Regions from separate parts of the Rattus norvegicus genome. Here all the other regions are linked to region 2. The links are chromatin contacts, called in public Hi-C maps. All regions are on one chromosome and are shown on one strand. The core of a region is the stretch at or near the end of the contact, and the rest is flanking DNA. Distances in the headings are between cores, read along the strand shown. Region 1 has its middle 9.5 kb from the start of Zfp61. Region 2 holds the start of Zfp112 (zinc finger protein 112). Region 3 holds the start of Zfp108 (zinc finger protein 108).

The links. Hi-C and Micro-C count contacts between places; a contact is called where the count stands out from the background.
Region 1: a Hi-C map of kidney shows a contact between it and region 2, with 2.3 times the contacts expected there. The contact joins the enhancer-like site here to the promoter of Zfp112 in region 2. A contact is called at or near these places in 2 of 12 Hi-C or Micro-C datasets (Schwann cells and kidney).
Region 3: a Hi-C map of prefrontal cortex shows a contact between it and region 2, with 5 times the contacts expected there. The contact joins the promoter of Zfp108 here to the promoter of Zfp112 in region 2. A contact is called at or near these places in 3 of 12 Hi-C or Micro-C datasets (kidney, liver and prefrontal cortex).

What each region holds. Positions count from the first base shown.
Region 1 is chr1:88,974,781-88,977,480 of GRCr8, reverse strand. No RefSeq gene overlaps it. Among named protein-coding and RNA genes, the nearest start is that of Zfp61, 9.5 kb to the left of the region's middle. Within about 2 kb of position 1,365, at least 84 of the 93 cell types and tissues checked have an H3K27ac peak or open chromatin away from gene starts, as enhancers often do. A contact at or near this core is called in Schwann cells and kidney, where this site is marked.
Region 2 is chr1:88,803,410-88,806,109 of GRCr8, reverse strand. Zfp112 (zinc finger protein 112) reads right to left here and starts at 1,277. Exons shown (of 4, transcript NM_001107487.1): 1 at 1,180-1,277.
Region 3 is chr1:88,946,960-88,949,659 of GRCr8, reverse strand. It overlaps Zfp108 (zinc finger protein 108), which reads right to left and starts at 1,295. Exons shown (of 3, transcript XM_063277602.1): 1 at 1,036-1,295. The coding sequence starts at 1,038.

The sequences.
Region 1 (2,700 bases), core at 116-2,615, 170 kb before region 2:
TGGAGCACACACGTACTCGTGCAGACATATCATAGCATGTGTGTGGAGATCAGTGGGTACCTTTTGGGAGGCAGTTCCCTCTTTCTACCTTATGAGGAGCCAGGGATCAAACTGAGGCTGTCAGGCTTGGTGGCAGCACCTTTACCCACTGAGCATCTCACCGGCATGCTCCGTGAATTCTTTTAATCATTTTTCAAAAGAAAGATTATCTCGTTAAGGTCAGTGTTTCTGGTCCTCGTATTGCAGTGTTTCCGGGCACCATTAATTTCAAGGAAACTGTAGTTGCAACCGTGACCTTTTTCAAGTGTCACAAGGAGAACTGTGGGAAGGGTGCCTCATCGGGGCTTTTTGGAAGTTCTTTATAAAGGAAAGGCACTGCTGAACTGACATAATCCTAGTACCAAGCACTTAAAAGATAGTATTTGTTACTAAAACGCGGGCATGTACTTTTGAAACTGTTGAGCTGTAAGTTCCTGTTACAGGAACCACAATAGCCTTAGTAAGAACTCAGAAGCAACCGAAATATAAAAACTCACTTTCAACCTGGGGATGTAGCACAGTGTTAGAATAGTTTATCACGCACAGATCCTGGGTCCAGTCCCCAGAATAGACAAAACAGAAAGCCACTCGTTACTGTCATCTGCAGTATCAACATGGTATTGTCTTTTTATGATGAATATCTGTCCTTTGCCCCAACCTTCGTTGTCCACTGGGTCCTATCTTCTTGGGTTTTTGTCTCGTGTTTTGTAGAATCAATTATCCTTTCTGACCATATCGGCTGAAAACGGGTTTTGTAAGTCTGGCAGTAACAAGATAATACTCCACACCATGGATTCTTTGGCATTGTATGGGCTAGATGGGAAATGCCCCCAAGCCCCCGAGATTTGAAGACTTGACCCTCGATCGAGTTACTAAAACTTTGGAAATGGGGCCTCGAGGGACAGACCTTTGCTTTTGGTTCTGTCATGCCTTCTCTGCTTTTTGGACCAGCCACCAGATGTGAAACTGAATTTCTTTACTCCCAAGCCAGAGCCACCAGGCCTTTCCAGCTATGATGTACTGAAATCCCTTTAAAACTGGGCCGAAGAAAACTTTCAGGTTCTTTCTGTCTGGTATTTTCCCCCTAGTAACCCCAAAAGCAATAAAAGGAACTTAACACTCCAGGAATTAACAACCTAAGGACGCACGGACTCATTTTGTGAACTGGATGGAGTGGCCGGAAGAAGAAGGCGCTTCTGGAAGTTGTAGTTCGGAAGCTCACAGACTGCCCCTCCCCCCCCCCCCCCCCCCCCCCCCATCTATGGGTCAGGATTTGGTTCTTCCAGTAGTGAGAATTCTGGGAAGTGTATTCCAAGACTATCCGGAGGGCGGGCGCTCCCGATGGCTTCTGGGAAGTGTAGTTCAGGAGCTAGAGCAAGCTAAGCTGCTCCCGCCCTCTGAAGAACTAAGCTGCCATCCTCTTTCGGATCAGGGAGTTGAGTCCACCCCACATCTGCCTGAGTCCCTTTCAGTCTTTTTATCCTGTCAGACGGTCGCTCCCAGAGACAGGACGTGAGGGCACAGGACCTCTAAGACCGGAGGTTCACAACCCCTAAACTTCAGCTCCGGTTTCCTCAGTCGGAAGTTGGCAGTAGCTGGGATGGTCCTCAGTTAAAAAGCAACGGGTGGGGATTTAGCTCAGTGGTAGAGCGCTTACCTAGGAAGCACAAGGCCCTGGGTTCGGTCCCCAGCTCCGAAAAAAAGAACCAAAAAAAAAAAAAAAAAAAAAAAAAAAAAAAAAGCAACGGGTGATGGTGACAGCATAACTGGACGCCTTCTGCTGTGGGCCGATCCTATTCTCAGGCGTCTTTTTCCTTCCTGGAAGCCAGCCCCGGCTCTAGGAGAATGCTGGGCCCTTTCCCTCACATCCCTCAGGAAACAGTCTGCCCTCATTCTTGCTTTCAGTGTTCCCAAATCAGCAGGAAGGAGGGATGAAGCCCCAGGTACTGCATTCAAAGGTGCTTTCTTGTTGGGGTGTTCCTTCATATCACTGCAGCCCCTTGATCCCGGAAATTAGCCACCAGAAACATGATATCATTTTATCTGCTTTTAAAAAAAATCTTTTTTTTTAGTGTGTGTGTGTGTGTGTGTTTGTTTGTGTGTGTGTGTGAGAGAGAGAGAGAGAGACAGAGACAGAGAGAGAGAGAGAGTGTGTTTAGTGGAATGTTCACGTGTGCAAGAGAGAGGGAAAGGGAGGCAACGTGCACTTGTGTGTGGAGTGCCTGAGGAGGCCAGTTTAAGTCATCAGATCCCCTGGAGCATGGGTTCCAGGAGGTTGAGGGTCATCTGACATGGGTGCTGAGAGCTGAACTAGCTCCTCTGGAAGCTCTGCAAGTGCTCTTAATGGCTTGAGGCATCTCTCCACCTCCTCCTCCTCCCCCTCTTCCCCATCCTCCTCCTCCTCCTCCTTCTCTGCCTTCTCCTTCTCCTCCTCCTCCTTCTCCTCCTCCTCTGCCTTCTCCTTCTCCTCCTCCTCCTTCTCCTCCTCCTCCTTCATTTTTAATGGTACAGGGTCTAATATAGCCCAGGGTGGCCTCAAACTTACTGTGCAAAGATGACTTCTTACTCCCAATCTCTCTGCCTATACCTCCCAAGTGCTAGGATTACAACTGAGGGTCTCCACACCACATTTCACAGTATCTTGTGCCATTAGACTACAGT
Region 2 (2,700 bases), core at 28-2,527:
AGCATTTAGTATTAAATGGCATCCTTACTGTTTATGTCCAAGCATTTCTTCATCCCGTCCAGAACTTATTCATAACTGGTTCTGCCAATGAGTAAAGGGAACCTCACTCCTCAGAAGAGGAGGTAGGAAGGATTGACAGAAGGATGCTAAGCTCTATCCATGTGTGTACTAGTTACTTTTCTGTTGCTGTGATAAAAAACCATGAATAAGGCATCTTGTGGGAGAATGCATTTATTTTGGCTTTCAGTTCCTTAATGGTAGGGACAGCATGGCAGGTGGCAGGCTCGTCAACAGGATACAGAAACTGAAAGATACCACAGGCCACCTGAAGCACAGAGCAGAGCAAGTAAACGTCTAGGGGCCTGACCCCGCCCCCATGACGTACTTCCTCCAGCAAGGCCGCACCACCTCCAGAAACAGCACCCCGCCCTCTAAACTGTGGACCTAGCATCCGAAGGCCAGACACTACAGGGATGCTTCTCATTCAAACTACTGCACCACCACCACGTTCTGTGCTACCCCTTTTCCCTGCAGCACTTTTCAAATAAAGGATTAAGAAGACAAGATTCTGGGAGAAATCGAACTTCAGCAAACCCCCCCTCCCCGCCCCCATAAGGCACAGTGGACATTGCACACAACAGCTGGAAACGATTGTCTCAACGACAAAAATGTCATTAAGGGTTTTGATAATGGGGACAGGCTGCGTCAAGAGACCCTACAGCAGGAGCTCTGAGAGCAACACTAAAGCTTCCAGCTTCTCTGGAATTTGGAGAGTACTGATTGCAAATGTCCCATCTACCACGCGTCAGCTGTTTTGAGCCTTGCAGGAAACTCTAGATCACTCTTAGCTAGGTACCAAGGAGTGAAGGAAGAAACGGAGGCAGAGATGGAGAATCTGAACTCCACTGCTGGGAGATGGCATCGCTGACTGGGGCTAGGAAGGCGGCTGGGGGTGCACAACACCCAGCAGATCCTCCATCCAGGTGACTGACAGCCCCTGGCTAAACCTCAGTCAGTTTGTGCAATCGCAGCACGCTTGGGCAGGCTCTTTCAAAGGTCGCCTTCTGCCTTTCAGAGGCAGATTTCCTTACCCAGGATACACACTTAGTGGCTATCGCACATGGAAACCTGAAACGGATCGCACAGACTCGGGAGGGGTCAGTAAAGGGGAGGGCTCACCTTTCTGAAAGGAACAGGACAAGGCCTCGCACACCTGGGGCGGAAGTGACTCTTCCCTCATTAGCAGCCCGGACTACACTTCCCAGAATTTCCGAAGGGAGAAAGGAGGACATAATCTCCTGCTGAGAAAGTTATTCTTACACAAACTACAGTTCCCACATCCCCCAACCGGAATAGGGTGGCCTCTCAACCTCCTGCAGCGGAAGTTATCCTATTTTCCCGGGTATGGCAGGGTCATGAACTACATTTCCCAGAATTCTCAGAGTCCCTCCGCCTTCCCAGAGCGGAAGTGCCATGGAGTAAGGAAACTGGATTGGATCTCAAACTTTGAAAGTCCAGAACAGCGTCTTTAGCGTACCCGAAGCCAAAAATCTTCCAAACCACGAAGCTTTCCCTGCTCTCTGTGGAAGATTGTTAAACGGCGCTTTTCTAGATCGCGTCAGGGACTGCGTGGGCCTTCTAGGCTACAGTTCCTGGGATCTGCAGGGCTCAGTGGACTTCCCTTAGAAATCATTTGCATAGTCCTCAATTTGAGGATTCTCCGACTGAATTAATTCTACTGATCACTAGTCACCGTCAGCTTCCCAACCTCCACCCTCTTTGTAATCTTGTAAAAGAAAAGCTTTCCAAAAATGACACTAGGGCAAACTCAACATATCTAACCCCCACCCAGTCACCCCCATGCTGAGCCATCTCACCAGTCCGAAACGAAGCTATTTAGCAGACGATAGAAATTACTCAACCATTTGTTTAATAATCTATTTTACAGTATAACACTTGAGAGCCATCAACCACCACCCAGTAACTGTGGTAAGACATATGGGCTACTCATCTATTCAACAAGGCCAAGTAGGCCAAAACAGACGCACATGGGCACACACCCCACTCAAATCCTTCAAAAAGTCTTTAAACGTTCATCAATTCCACTGCCACATATTTTCCGAGTTTACTAAAGAATTTCCATTGTTCAACCGAACCATGAAAGCTCCAGGGGTCTAACTTGTAACCATTTTGGCTTCATATTAATTTACACCAGCATGGCTCCTTCAAGTGCCCACTGAAATCCATACACTTAAGTCGGTGTTGTAACACACACCTTTAAGCCCAGCACTTGGAAAGCTGAGGCAGGCAGGCCTTTTGAGTTCAAATCCAACCTGGTCTATATGGTGAGTTCCAGACCACCCATGGCTACAAGGAGATTCTGAATCAAAAAAATAACCAAAACCAAGCAAACCAGCCCAACATAAATACTTCTTTCTAACACTGGTTGTATCTATAAGTTAGGGGGATGGGCAATAAAGAGTCTATTGTCTCCCAGACATTCAAGTCTTCAACAAAGCCAGAGTGTGGAGAACCTTTGCTGTTCTCTTATCTGACCAGGTTCTGAGATCTGCCTTCTGCCTTCAGCCTGATGCTGCTCTAGACAGAGCCCAGTTCAGAATGTCTCTCACTGCCAGGTACACTACATTCTCTAGTTAATTCTGTCAGAGGACTCTCTAAGGTAGTGGTTCTCAACTTTCC
Region 3 (2,700 bases), core at 46-2,545, 140 kb before region 2:
TCCCTCCTCCTCCAGACCTCTCTTCTCACCAATTCCCCTCTTACTCCATGCAGTTCAGAGAGGCTCGGCTGCAGAGCACTGGCCCAACATGCAGGGGTCCTGTTCCCAATCCTAGCCGTGTGGGGAACAGGGAAGCAGCCCGACCTACCTGTAACTTGGTCATCGTTCTCTTCTCTTTGAGACAAGGCAGGGCTCTGGGAAGCAAGCTGGGGGAGGAAGGGCTTCGTGAGCACATTGCTAGGACAGTCGGTCCACATGGCTTCCTCAGCTTCTCCATCAGCCCCAAGTGCTGTGCGGCTGAGCAGGCTTTCCTACCTACTTCCTGCTGATCGCTAGTGTAAGGCTCCGGGGTACCGGACCATGGGTGCCTCACCTCACTCACAGCAAAGGGTTAGGAAAGCCACATTCTCTATTTCCAGGAGCTTCAGGGGTGCTGGGTGCTCCTACCTTCACAAGGCTGCCTGTGGTGATGGGTTTCCCAGAAAAACAAATGTTTAAGAAGCCCCGAACTCTGATGATTGCTGTGTCATGACTCTGAGAAGGGTCTGTCAATGTGACGGCTATCTTACATATTATCGTTTCCATACATGGGAGTGATATTGTCCTCTTCTGTGTCTTTCTCTAATAGACTTAATTACTAGCAAATGTTGTTCATTTGCAAGAGTCTTCACAAGGTCTCTTTTCCCACAGGCATGAAGAAAATGATCAATTTAAAAAAAAAAAAAAAAACCTAAACCCTCACTAAGGAAAGGGGAGTTTGGGCCTATGAGATGGCTCAGCGGTAAAGGAAACTGCCAGTGAGTCTAAAATGCTGAGTTTGAGTCTCTGGGCACCACTGGGAGGAACGAGAGACCTGACTCCAACAAGTTGTCTTTTGACCTCTTCCTTTATTTATTTATTCATTTGCAATTATTAAACAAAGTTATTTAATAAATTTAAGAAAATAAAAATATTACTTGTTTATTTTAATAAACAAATGGAGAAAATCACATAAAAAGTAGAATTGCATACCACTTAACGATTCAGGACACTGACCATCTCTCATCACAGCTCCTTCTCAAGGCTCCCCAGAGAAACTAGACTCTCCTGGGACCTCTGCAAGCTGCTGAGGTGGGTCAGTGTAGGGCAGCCTCGCCTCAGGCAGAGCCCAGCTAGAGAGGACTTGAATGCCTCACTTCTCCTCGGGCTGCAGACGCGGTCACTGAGAGGATACATCAGGAGCACAGGCGCACAGGAAGAGCCAGAAGACTCTCCAGGTTTTCACCTCACAGGAAGCACTCACATGTCGCTTCGCACCCCGGGAGCGGAAACGATTGTGACCGCCGCTGGCGTCAAAACTACAATTCCCAGAATTCCTCAGCGGCTGCACCATCCAAGGACTACATTTCCCAGAATGGCAAAGCCTCGGTGAACCTTTTTAAGGCTCACCTTTGGGAACTTGGTTTTTTCATTTCTGAAATTCCATGAAAGACAACTATGGATACTTCTTTGTTTTTTTTTGTTTTTTTTTATTGTTTTGTTTTTCTGAGACAGGGTTTCTCTGTGTAGCCCTGGCTGTCCTGGAACTCCTTCTGTAGTCCAGGCTGGCCTCAAACTGACAGATGAGCTTGCCTCTGCCTCCCCCGAGGTGGGATTCAAGCCGAGGCCCATCAGGACTGGCTGTGGATATTTAACAAAACAAAACAAAAACCCATTGAAGACCCAATGTAAAATTGTAATGAATTTTACATTGCATTATAAAAGCTAACAAGTAAACTGCACAGCTGCACTTACCTAATACAGGAGCCAAGTCAGAGTCCCGGCCTAGAATCCCCCTGTGATGGGTGGGGAACTGGCTCAATTGTAGAGCACCTGCCCAGAATCCCTTAGGAGCTGGGGGTGTGACCTGGTGGTAGAAAATAGGCTATCTGAGTCACTGTTCTATTGTTGTGAAGAGACACTATGACCAAGACAAATCTTATAAAAGGAAACGTTTAATTAGGGGTTTGCTTACAGTTTCAGAAGTTTAGTACATCATCATGGCGGGAGCAGGCATTGTAGCTGAGAGTTACATCCATCCATACTTGAGAGACAAAGAAAGAGACACGGGGCCTGGCATGTGCACTTAAAATCTCAAAGCCAGCCCCAGTGACATACTTTCCCCAACAAGGCCATATCTCCTTATCCTTCAAATTCTTTCAAAGAGTTCTACTCCTGGTGACTAAGCATGTTAACATATGAGCCTATGGGGGTGTTCTCACTCAAACCACAACCTGCCCAGAATCCTCCAGTGGGGGCTTAACCTTTGCTTGACCTTCAGAGCCCTGAGCTGTAAGAAATAACTCTGTTCTTCATCTGAGACACAGCCTTGGAGAATCTGTGGGAGCAGCACAAATCAGTCTGAACTGCAATGCAGAGTCTCAGATCGATCTTAGTCCTGGAGGACAGTCTGACCTAAAACTAGAAGGAAAAAAGGAGAAGGAAGACCTTGACAACCCAAGTTTAGTAAAAACCTTTCATCAACACCAAATACTTTGTAAAAACATTTGGAATATTGGTTACAGTAAAAACAAACACACACAATAAAAACAAAAACAACAAAACCCTGTTGGCTGTGGAATTCTGGGCCCATAATTCCAATTGCACACATTTCAGTTCACCTTACTAGGCCGATAAATACGGGACGCTGACTGAAGATCGCTTACAGGAATACTGAGGAAT